2 separate regions of the Callithrix jacchus genome follow, and region 1 is linked to region 2. The links are chromatin contacts, called in public Hi-C maps. All regions are on one chromosome and are shown on one strand. Each heading gives the region's core, a stretch centred on a gene start, on an enhancer-like site or on the middle of the called end of the contact. The rest is flanking DNA. Distances are from core to core; before and after follow the strand shown.

Evidence for each region. A called contact is a pair of places that touch in the nucleus more often than the background predicts.
Region 1: a contact with region 2 is called in a Hi-C map of skeletal muscle, with 5 times the contacts expected there. The contact joins the promoter of GCLM here to the promoter of FNBP1L in region 2. A contact is called at or near these places in 2 of 3 Hi-C or Micro-C datasets (both in skeletal muscle).

What each region holds. Positions count from the first base shown.
Region 1 is chr7:131,812,171-131,817,264 of calJac240_pri, reverse strand. It overlaps GCLM (glutamate-cysteine ligase modifier subunit), which reads left to right and starts at 2,577. Exons shown (of 7, transcript XM_002751115.6): 1 at 2,577-2,926. The coding sequence starts at 2,801.
Region 2 is chr7:131,334,042-131,338,752 of calJac240_pri, reverse strand. FNBP1L (formin binding protein 1 like) reads right to left here and starts at 2,708. Exons shown (of 17, transcript XM_078332520.1): 1 at 2,526-2,708.

The DNA.
Region 1 (5,094 bases), core at 1,328-3,827, 480 kb before region 2:
CAAGTTCTGATTTGCATTCCCCTGGTTTTTCCCCAAAATAGGTTTAGAAGATTAAATTTCCCTTCCTAAGAACTGTGGTGCTATGGCAAGGGTATCATTAAGAGCAAATATGTAGTAAATTAAAGCTGTACAGGCATTAAAGACATATAAATCATGTATAAGCACATTCAAGAATTTAAATTATCTGTAGTATGGAAGAGTGAAGAATTTGAAGTTGAATCATCTAGGTTTTGATTGTGGCCACAATACTAATTACTAACTAAGATTTTCAACAAGTTACTTAACTGAGTTGCTGCGAAGAGCAAATGAGTTTACATATGCAAATCTCAAAAACACAACGCAATGCCTTCTATGCATTCATGTTATATATTTACCAATGTTGTAAGAACTGGATTGTAATGGGGAAACAGTAGAGGCATTAATAATAGGAGCTCTCACTTACTGGGCATTTACTAAGGGCTTTTCATGCCTCTTCATTAATTCCTCACATCTGCCCAATGTGGTAAGTATTGTATTTGGTGGAACCATGGGGACTTTCCATTTCTGTGGGTTAAAAATAGTCAATTATGGGCAGTTTCATGTGGTTCAAAGTATCCTCTTCATGGTTTAGAGAAACTGAAATACAGAGAGACTTGGCTGTGTGGTTTGCTGCCTCCATCCCCCTGTCACCTACATCTGGCATTTCGCCCCATGTTATCCCTCCCCAACCTCCCTACCTCTTACTGCCCCTCTCCTAGTCCTCCCTAACGGACCCCAGTGTGTGATGCTCCCCTCCCTGTGTCCATGTGTTCTCATTGTTCAACACCCGCCTATGAATGACAACATGTGGTGTTTGATTTTCTGTTCTTGTGTCAGTTTGCTGAGAATGATGGTTTCCAGATTCATCCATGTCCCTACAAAGGACATGAACTCATTATTTTTTATGGCAGCATGGTATTCCATGGTGTATATGTGCCACATTTTCCTTGTCCAGTCTATCATTGATGGGCATTTGGGTTGGTTCCAGGTCTTTGCTATTGTAAACAGTGCCTTAATGAACATACATGTGCATGTGTTTTTATAATAGAATGATTTATAATCCTTTGGATATATACCCAGTAATGGGATTGCTGGGTCAAACGGAATTTCTATTTCGAGATCCTTGAGGAATCGCCACACTGTCTTCCACAATGGTTGAACTAATTTACACTCCCACCAGCAGTGTAAAAGTGTTCCTCTTTCTCCACATCCTCTCCAGCACCTGTTGTCTCCAGGTTTTTTAATGGTTGTCATTCTAACTGGAGTGAGATGGTATCTCAATGTGGTTTTGATTTGCATTTCTCTAATGACCAGTGATAATGAGCATTTTTTCATATGTTTGTTGGCCTCATATATGTCTTCTTTTGAAAAGTGTCTGTTCATGTCCTTCACCCACTTTTGAATGGGTTTGTTTGTTTTCTTCTTGTAAATCTGTTTTAGTTCTTTGCAGATTCTGGATATTAGCCCTTTGTCAGATGGGTAGATTGCAAAAATTTTTTCCCATTCTGTTGGTTGCTGGTTCACTCTAATGATAACATTAGGCTCAATTTCTAACTTCCTAGAAGGATCTTTTTTTCCATTCCTCCCCTAATTCTTACTATTTTACCAACTGGTTCATCTCTCTTTTCAATGGCTATTGTCCCCACTTATAATGAGACTCTCCTTTTGCCTTTAATAATCTGATCGCCTCAACGAAAGTGAAAGATTGTTGAGGAAAGCTCAACAAATGTTCAAGTTGATGTTTACACTGAGTCCACCACCACATGTGAAATTTAATAGGGGTAAATAATCTCGACCACCTCTAAAGGGGTGGGTGATAAAAGCTTTCTGTGATCTCACCGGCTCAAATGCCCTCTTTAATCTGAATTCATCTGGAGAATAACTGCCTTATGATATAAAATTACTTGTTTCCTGTTCTTAGGCCTTGTCTCTGGGTAGAGTTTACGTGTCTCAAGGACAAAGACACAGTCTTGTTCATTGACTTCATACACTGCCAGCAAATAGTGTGAATCAATAGACCTTTAATTAATGGACAGGAAGAAAAACTAGTAGTTTGGGAGAAGGTCCTTGAACGTAGCAAAGCGAAAAGAAGGGGATGCTTGCGTATTAACACCTGCTTCTGAGAACAAAAACCAGGTAGTATCTCTGAGCCTGGTGGCCTCTCAGGTGGCCCTTTAAAGAGATGGAAACCCGCAGCCTGGGAGCGGCGGGCGGAGCCACGATCCGAGCGCCTGGAGCCCGCACCAGGCGTAGGCGGCGTCTGCGGAGCGCCGTCCTCTGACCGCCAGGGGGAGCCCTGCCGCGCGCTGCGCACCCGGCCGCGCAGCCCCGCTCTCTCGGCCCGTTCGCCCGCCGCGCACCGCCTGTCGCCACGCCCGCCTCAGGCTGAGGGCCAGTCACTCGCGGGCCGGCGTCCCGCAGCCCATTCGCGCCCCGCCCCTGCCCCGCAGCTGGACGAGTAACGGTTACGAAGCACTTTCTCTGCCGCGATTTCTGCTTAGTCATTGTCTTCCAGGAAACAGCTCCCTCAATTTACCGTCAGCTCTCTCTCAGCGGCCGCAGTAACCTGAGTCACAGCCGCAGCCACCGGTGCCTTCCTCTCCAGCCGCCGCCGTTTGGCCTCCTTCGGGCCCGATCGCAGGCCGGGCTCCAGCCGCGCGGCACCGGCAGCCTCGCGCTCCCTCTCGGGCCTCCCTCGGGCCTCTGGCCCCGCGTCCCGTGGGGCGGCCGCCTGCCTGCCCGCCCGCAGCCCCGTCGCCGCTCGCCCCTGGCAGCCGCTGCTATGGGCACCGACAGCCGCGCGGCCAAGGCGCTCCTGGCGCGGGCCCGCACCCTGCACCTGCAGACAGGGAACCTGCTGAACTGGGGCCGCCTGCGGAAGAAGTGTCCGTCCACGCACAGCGAGGAGGTGAGCGCGGCGAGCGTCACCGCGGGGCTCCCGGGGCAGGCCTCGCGCCAGGCCGGGCGGTTCCGGGAAAGAAGAAGCTCCCGCGGGCGAGGGAGGGTGGTAGGGCCTTGCGCGCACCTGGGCTCCACCCGCGGGAAGATGCCGGGGCCAGTGTAGGTGCGATCTGGGGTCCAAACCCGCTGCTGGGGGCAACGCGTCTTTAAAACTTAGCGGGTGCAGCTGCGCACTGAGTGACGCCTCTGTAGGTGCTTAAGGCTGGTAGGAGAACTCTCAAACATCCTGGGTCCCTCTTCCTGGCACGGAGGTCAACAGAGGGCCAGGACGTCGCCCCGTTCCTCTCCACGTCTCTTGCTTCCTTCCCCCACCCTGTCCAGGTAAAGGAGTATTTCGGAGATTATCCTTTGGTGCATTCAGATGAAGTAGTATTCCTAGTACACCTAACTTCTGGAATGTAGACATTAGACTCAATGTTGCAGTGAGGCAAATGAGTAGGCACTCAAATTTGGCTTTGAAATGCCCTAAATACCCTGACTTTCGTTATTACACTTTTTTTTTTTTGAGACGGAGTCTTGCACTGTCACCCAGGCTGGCTGGAATGGAATGGCGCTATCTCGGCTCACTGCAACCTCCACCTCCCGGGTTCAAGTGATTCTCCTGCCTCAGCCTTCCGCGTAGCTGGGATTCCAGGCACGTGCCACCACGCCTGGCTAATTTTTTGTATTTTTAGTAGAGACGGGGTTTCACTATGTTGGCCAGCTGGTCTCGAACTCCGGACCTCATGATCTGCCCGCCTCAGCCTCCCAAAGTGCTGGGGTTACAGGCCTGAGCCACCACACCTGGCCTGTCATTACACATTCTATGCATTTATCTGTGCATCTATGTATGCTTTATCATTACACATTCTATGCATGTAACAGACTCATACATTCTATGCATGTAACAAAATGTCACATGTGCCCCGTAAATATGTACAAATATCATATATCAATTAAAAAATAAAAGTTTTGTGAAAACTGGAAAATAAAAAGACTAGTCACTAGTTGGAGGTGACAGTAATTAATCTGGAATTACAAACTTGGTATTCCTATTTGTTGCTGGCCATTTCTGAGCAGATAGTCATCCACAGACTGCATATTGTGCATATTGGTGGTATGGGACAATTTTAGTATTTAAAAAATAAAACCTTTAGATTTAGGAGCTATATGTCTTTCAGAAAGTTACTTAGCCTCTCTGAGTCTGTTTACATGACTTTAAAGTTGGGTAAAAACACCTTCCTCATCAGGTTGTTGAGAGAATACATGAAAATGCTCACCATAAAGGCATCTATCTCTCTGTCATCTGGTTCCATCAGAAAGATAAAACAAATCTTAATTAAAAGAAAAAAACCTTCCTAAACTATGTCATATTATGGTATCAGCTGCGTTCATAGGTGGTTTCTGCTCTCTTACATGAGGTGTTGGTGACAGACCATGCAGCAGCACACAGCATCCCTCTCAGTAAGTGCTGGACCTCTGCCCAGGCCTGGTTGGGGTCAGTGCCCATCAAGAGATGAGAACTCTTGCTTGTAACTTTAGTAGGAATCTGAGTCTACACTATATTCTGTGTTCACGTTCCAGCTCAGTGTGTATGTTTTGTTTTATTTAAACTACCTACTTTGGCTGTTTCTCCCAAAGATAAATATTTCTGTATTTGGTACATAGACCCTTAATTTCTTCCTGTACTGTTGGTGATATTGGGCGAAATTTTATCTATCTCACAATAGCATACTCTAGTGACTCAAGAGTTTCTGACTGCAAACACAGTAAGAAGTACATTTTACCTTGCAATCCAGTTAATAGTATAACACTATATACTATTAACTGATATAAAATCATATATGTGAACCAGGTTTCTCAAAAAGATATTAACCGTTATTTTATACTGTGTATTCTGATTTTTTCTGTCTTTAATTTTTAAAATGTTGATTTCTTGATGCACAAAGTCACACACCACAGTTTGTAAAACATTGTTCAAATGACTAATTCTGGTTTGTAGTGTTTTATTTAGGGTGCTTCATAAGAGTAGGGCAAAACTAAAGAAACTAGAAAATGTTTGAGGAAAACCTGAAGGAATCATATTATAGGGAAACTACAAAAAGGGGGCACATTTTGTTTCTATGTAAAAAGAAC
Region 2 (4,711 bases), core at 1,459-3,958:
TTAACATAACAATAAAAACTCCAATGATTGTTACAAAAAAGAGACTTAGGTTTGAGCACATGGCTACATATTTTTTCTGTAACAACATATTCTCAACAATTAACTCTTCAGGACAGTAATGTGATTCTAAATATGAAATAACAGGAGAACTGGATTATAAATCCAAAATTTCAAGAGAATTTCTCAACCTCAAAGTTCTCAACAGCAAGAGCACAGCACAGGTGTTTGTATTACATTACGATCCACTGGAAGTAAAATCCTTTTTCAAAACTGAGAACACTAAAAACAGGAAGTATACTCAAATTTTTCTAAGATTTCTTCTAGTCCCAACAATAGTCCTCCGCACCAAGTTCTACTTATCTAAGTTTTAGACATCAAGTTAATATTACTACATTCTAAATTATTTAGTTAAGTGTTTCCCTCAAATCCTCATACAACTAAAAATCTTAAAATATAGAGATGCACTAAATGTTAAGAAAAATTAAAAAGATTTTTTCAGAATTTCCAAAGGACACAAAACAAATTTTAGTTAGAACAAAAATTCCCATCTTTTCTACAGTTCATCTTTTCAGATTGCTGAAAAACTATTTAAATGCTAAAAGTAAATAACCAAATTACAGGAGACAGTAGAGGAATGGAACAGTTTTCTTATGTAATACTGTAAGTTTTTTAAATAGCTTTTAAAATCACATTTTGTTCACTAAAATATTGTTTTCCCTTAAACTTTTTCTTTTGTGTTATACAAGGTGAATTTTTTTAAAAATCTTAAGAGTTAAATCTAAATAATATGCCTCCACTGTTTTCCTATGTTTACTTTTTTTAAAGTATTCTGCTTACATTTTGGTTTCCTTTGAAGCACGAGTCATTTAAGTAGGCAAACATTAAATTATTTTGTAATTATAAAAATGGATGAATGCACTCTAGTAAGCATGAAAAAATTTAAAACATTGACAATAAAACTATATCCATTTCCTTTCATTGATAACTCACTAAAATCAACTACAGAATGCACAAAGTGTAAGGAAAAAAGGCCAATAATGCCTGAGAAACTAATCAATGTAAAAGGATTAAACTTTACATAATTCATGTACCACACAATCCTCCCCAATATAAGAACAATTAATGCTATCTAAGAAGCGGAATGAAAGGGCTCCTAAGGTATTTTCTCTTGGGTGGTGTGTTTACAGACTGGGTAAGCACTTGTCCAGAATGTTGCACAAGAGATTCCTGGCTGGCTAAGCATTCACTAGATAGACTCTAAAGTCTCTCAGTTCTAAGATTTCCAATCCAAGAGTAGACGTGAAAAATAGGAAAACATTTTGCCTTTCAATTAACCGATCGGCTTTCACTCCCACCGTAGTCGGGCACATACATACTCAAAAGTTATTTCTCCCCTTTCTCTGCAGTGATTTCACGAGATCCTCGCGAACAAAAGGAAAGGAAAACAGGCACAGGTGGAATAAAAAGGGGAGTGGCTGAGGCCAGGCAGCTCTCGGGACAGCGCCCCCACGCCCCCAGTTCCCCCGGCCGCACCTGAGAAATCACTGCCCTCCACACCTCCACCCTTCCGCGCCGGCGCCGGGAGCAAATTCTCCGACCTATTACCCTCCGCCCGTACCTTGGCCAGACTCTGGGCATTGTCTGGAGCCTCCGGTGCCAAAGAAAGACGGGGAGGAAAGAAAAGGAGAGAACGAAGGAGAAAGGACGAATGAGAATAAAGAACGGAGGAGCAAGTCAAGCAACAGGGAAACCGTACGCTCCTTTAAGCAAAATTACCTTACCCATCGATCACTCGATTTATCAATTCAGCCCCCAAAACCAACCCACCGGCCAAAGGCTGCAGCGGGGGGTGGCCAAACAGGAGTCCACCGAAGCTGTGCCCGCCCGAAGCACAGTGGCAGGGAAAGGGAAATGGGCGTGTGGGCTAGGCCTGGCTGGCCCGAGGCCGGGCTCCGAACAAAGCCGCCCGGGTTCCCATACCTGGGGCGAGGGCTCTGGGCGGCGCCTCCCCGCTCCCCACGCCGCCGCAGCCCGGCGACGCCCTAGCCCCACGGACCCTGGCCCGGGCTAGAGACCGCGGCCGGTCCCCTCCTTGCCCTCCAACAGCGCCCCTTGGGGACAATGGACCCCCCTCCCCCGCCTGCAGGCGGAGAGATACAAAGGGAGAGGCGAGCTGCCTGGCGCGAAGCCAGGCGTCAGGAAAGTGAAGGCGGAGGAGTGAGAAGGTACGAGAGACGATCCGGGCAGACGAGGGAGCCCGCGGGCTGCTCCCCAGGCCGTCCCGGGCGCAGCCCGAGCCCCACCGCGGCGGCAAAGGCGGGAGTGCGGACTAGCGGCCCCGTCGACCCCCGGCCGAGAAGGAAAGAGGAGTCTGCACACAAAGAGGAGCGGGACCCCCATCCTCCGCCAGCGCCGGGCCGAGGACGGCGGTGCGCGCTCTCACCGCCTAGAGTCCGCGGCGCCCGCCCAACCCGTGCTTTTCGGAGACCGGGGTCCACACGGGGCGCCCCTTCTCCTCCACTCACCCACAGCTCCGTTCCCCAGCTCATGGCGGAACTTGAGGCGTCTCTGGCCGTTTGGCTGTGCCGCTGTCCGTCCGTCTGTCGGCTCCGCCGCCAGTCTATCCGTCCTCTCACTGGCCGGCGGGCTCGCAGCTAAGAGGCTCTGCCTCGAAAGGTGCCGCCACCGCCGGGCTCCCCAGTGAGTGCGAAAGACGCGACTGGAGAAGGCGCCGCCGCCGCCGCGTCCCCGCCTCCCCGAGGTGGGCGGGAGGGGGCCCGGGCCGAGGGGAGGTGGAACGCGGCGCGGGGAGGGGGCGGGGAGCAGTGCATCCTGGGATCGCGGAGGACCTGGGCTCTCCTGGCCACCGCCGGCGGGGTCCCCCTGCGGGCCCCTCTCGCTGGTTGAGTCTCCTCCCGCCGGTACCCCGGAGCTTGGACTGCCCCGCCGCGGCCGCCACTCGGACCCTTGTTTCCAAGATAGAAAGCGAGAGAAGGGAAAAGATCCCCACCGCCGCTATTATCTCACCCCTTCTCTGCGCTGAGCCCCTTTACAAGAGGCAATTTCAGTTACCTGCCTTTCCTGCCTCTTGTCTCCTCTCGGGAGAAACCCTGTCCGGGAAACATCATCCAAATCCTAGGGTTTAGATTGAGGAGAGTTGTGTTTTATTATTTAAAATCTTGGCGTTTAAGGTGATTTGTCCTTTCGAGCCTGATGCTTCGGCGTGATATTCTTGGGAATCACCAAAATGTGCACAGGTTGAACATCGAATGTGAATGCAACATGTCCCCGATTCTGTCTTTAATTAAATATTTTAATTTTATAAATTCTGTCATGAAATCATAAAAAGAGACAGCTCTTCCAGTAGTCATCTGGGGATGTTGCCAAGGCACGATGTGGAAGACGTGGACAAATGTGAGCCGAGCTGTCACCTGCGGAAAATGAGAAGGCAGCTCGCCCGGTGTCTGAAATGGGCACCTCATGGGTGGGGGTTGGATGAGAGCCAGATTCCTCTCCGGTAGTGTAAACAGCCTATTCAGAACTTCAGATCTCTCTCACCTCCCAGTATCGGAACCTTGGAGGCAGGTCCACTACTTCCTTTTTTTTCTGTGGAGCTACTTCCTGGCCTATCTCCATGGGAAGGCTGTCAGCGAGCTTGGCTGGTGCTACTAGATATCAAGTACCCTGAGCAACTCCCTAACATATGCTTTAGTATTAATAGCTCGTCTCCTAAAGCAAGCAAGCGCACAGACACTTCAAACCAGTCAACTAGCAGAGTACTCCTCAGTGCATCACGACAGCTGGGTGTCTTAGGAAGCTCTCCCAACAGGTTGTCAGCATTGAAACTCCTCCTCTAACTGGCCTGCACAGGTGTTCCAACTTCTTCCGCTTAATCCTTGTCCTTGCCTAGCTGCGCTCCTGAGGCCAACAGCCTGAGTTCGCCTAACAGTCCAGCTGCTAATCTTCCTAAATTCTCTGCTGTCCTTCTCTGAGGCCAGTTTAAGCATACAAATGCCCTCTTCCAAGTGGTATAGCCAATTTTTAAATGCTTAAGTGTACCATGCAATGAAAAGACTGAAGCATTCAACAACACTTCCTACAATTTTTCTACATTGCCTCTATTTCAAATAGAATTTATTCGTTTATTTATATCACCTAACACTGCTAACCGCCTCTCCTATCACTTCATCTCACTCCATAGAATTACAAATGTATTTTGCAATCGCAAGTAACATTAATTAGTAAGAGAAAATTGATTTTTTTTTTTTTTTTTTTTGAGACGGAGTTTCACTCTGTCGCCCCAGGTGATCTGGGCTCACTGCAACCCTCCCTGCCCCACCTCCCCACGGGGGTTCAAGCAATTCTCCTGCCTCAGCCTTCCAAGTAGCTGCAATTACAGGTGCCCACCACAGCACCCAGCTAATCTTTGTGTTTTTAGTGGTGACGGGGTTTCACCATGTTGGCCTGGCTGGTCTCGAACTCCTGACCTCAAGTGATCTGCCCATCTCGGCCTCCCAAAGTACTGGAATTATAGGCGTGAGCCACTGCACCGAGGCAGGAAATTGATTTATTAAATGAATGTCTCATTATTTAGAACCACAGCAATACCAAGATTTATTATATCTAAGTATTGTCATAAAAGCTAAGACCTACAGAGTACAATTTAAACCAAAGTTAAAGAATTTATCTCTTCCCCCGCGCCCCGCCCCCT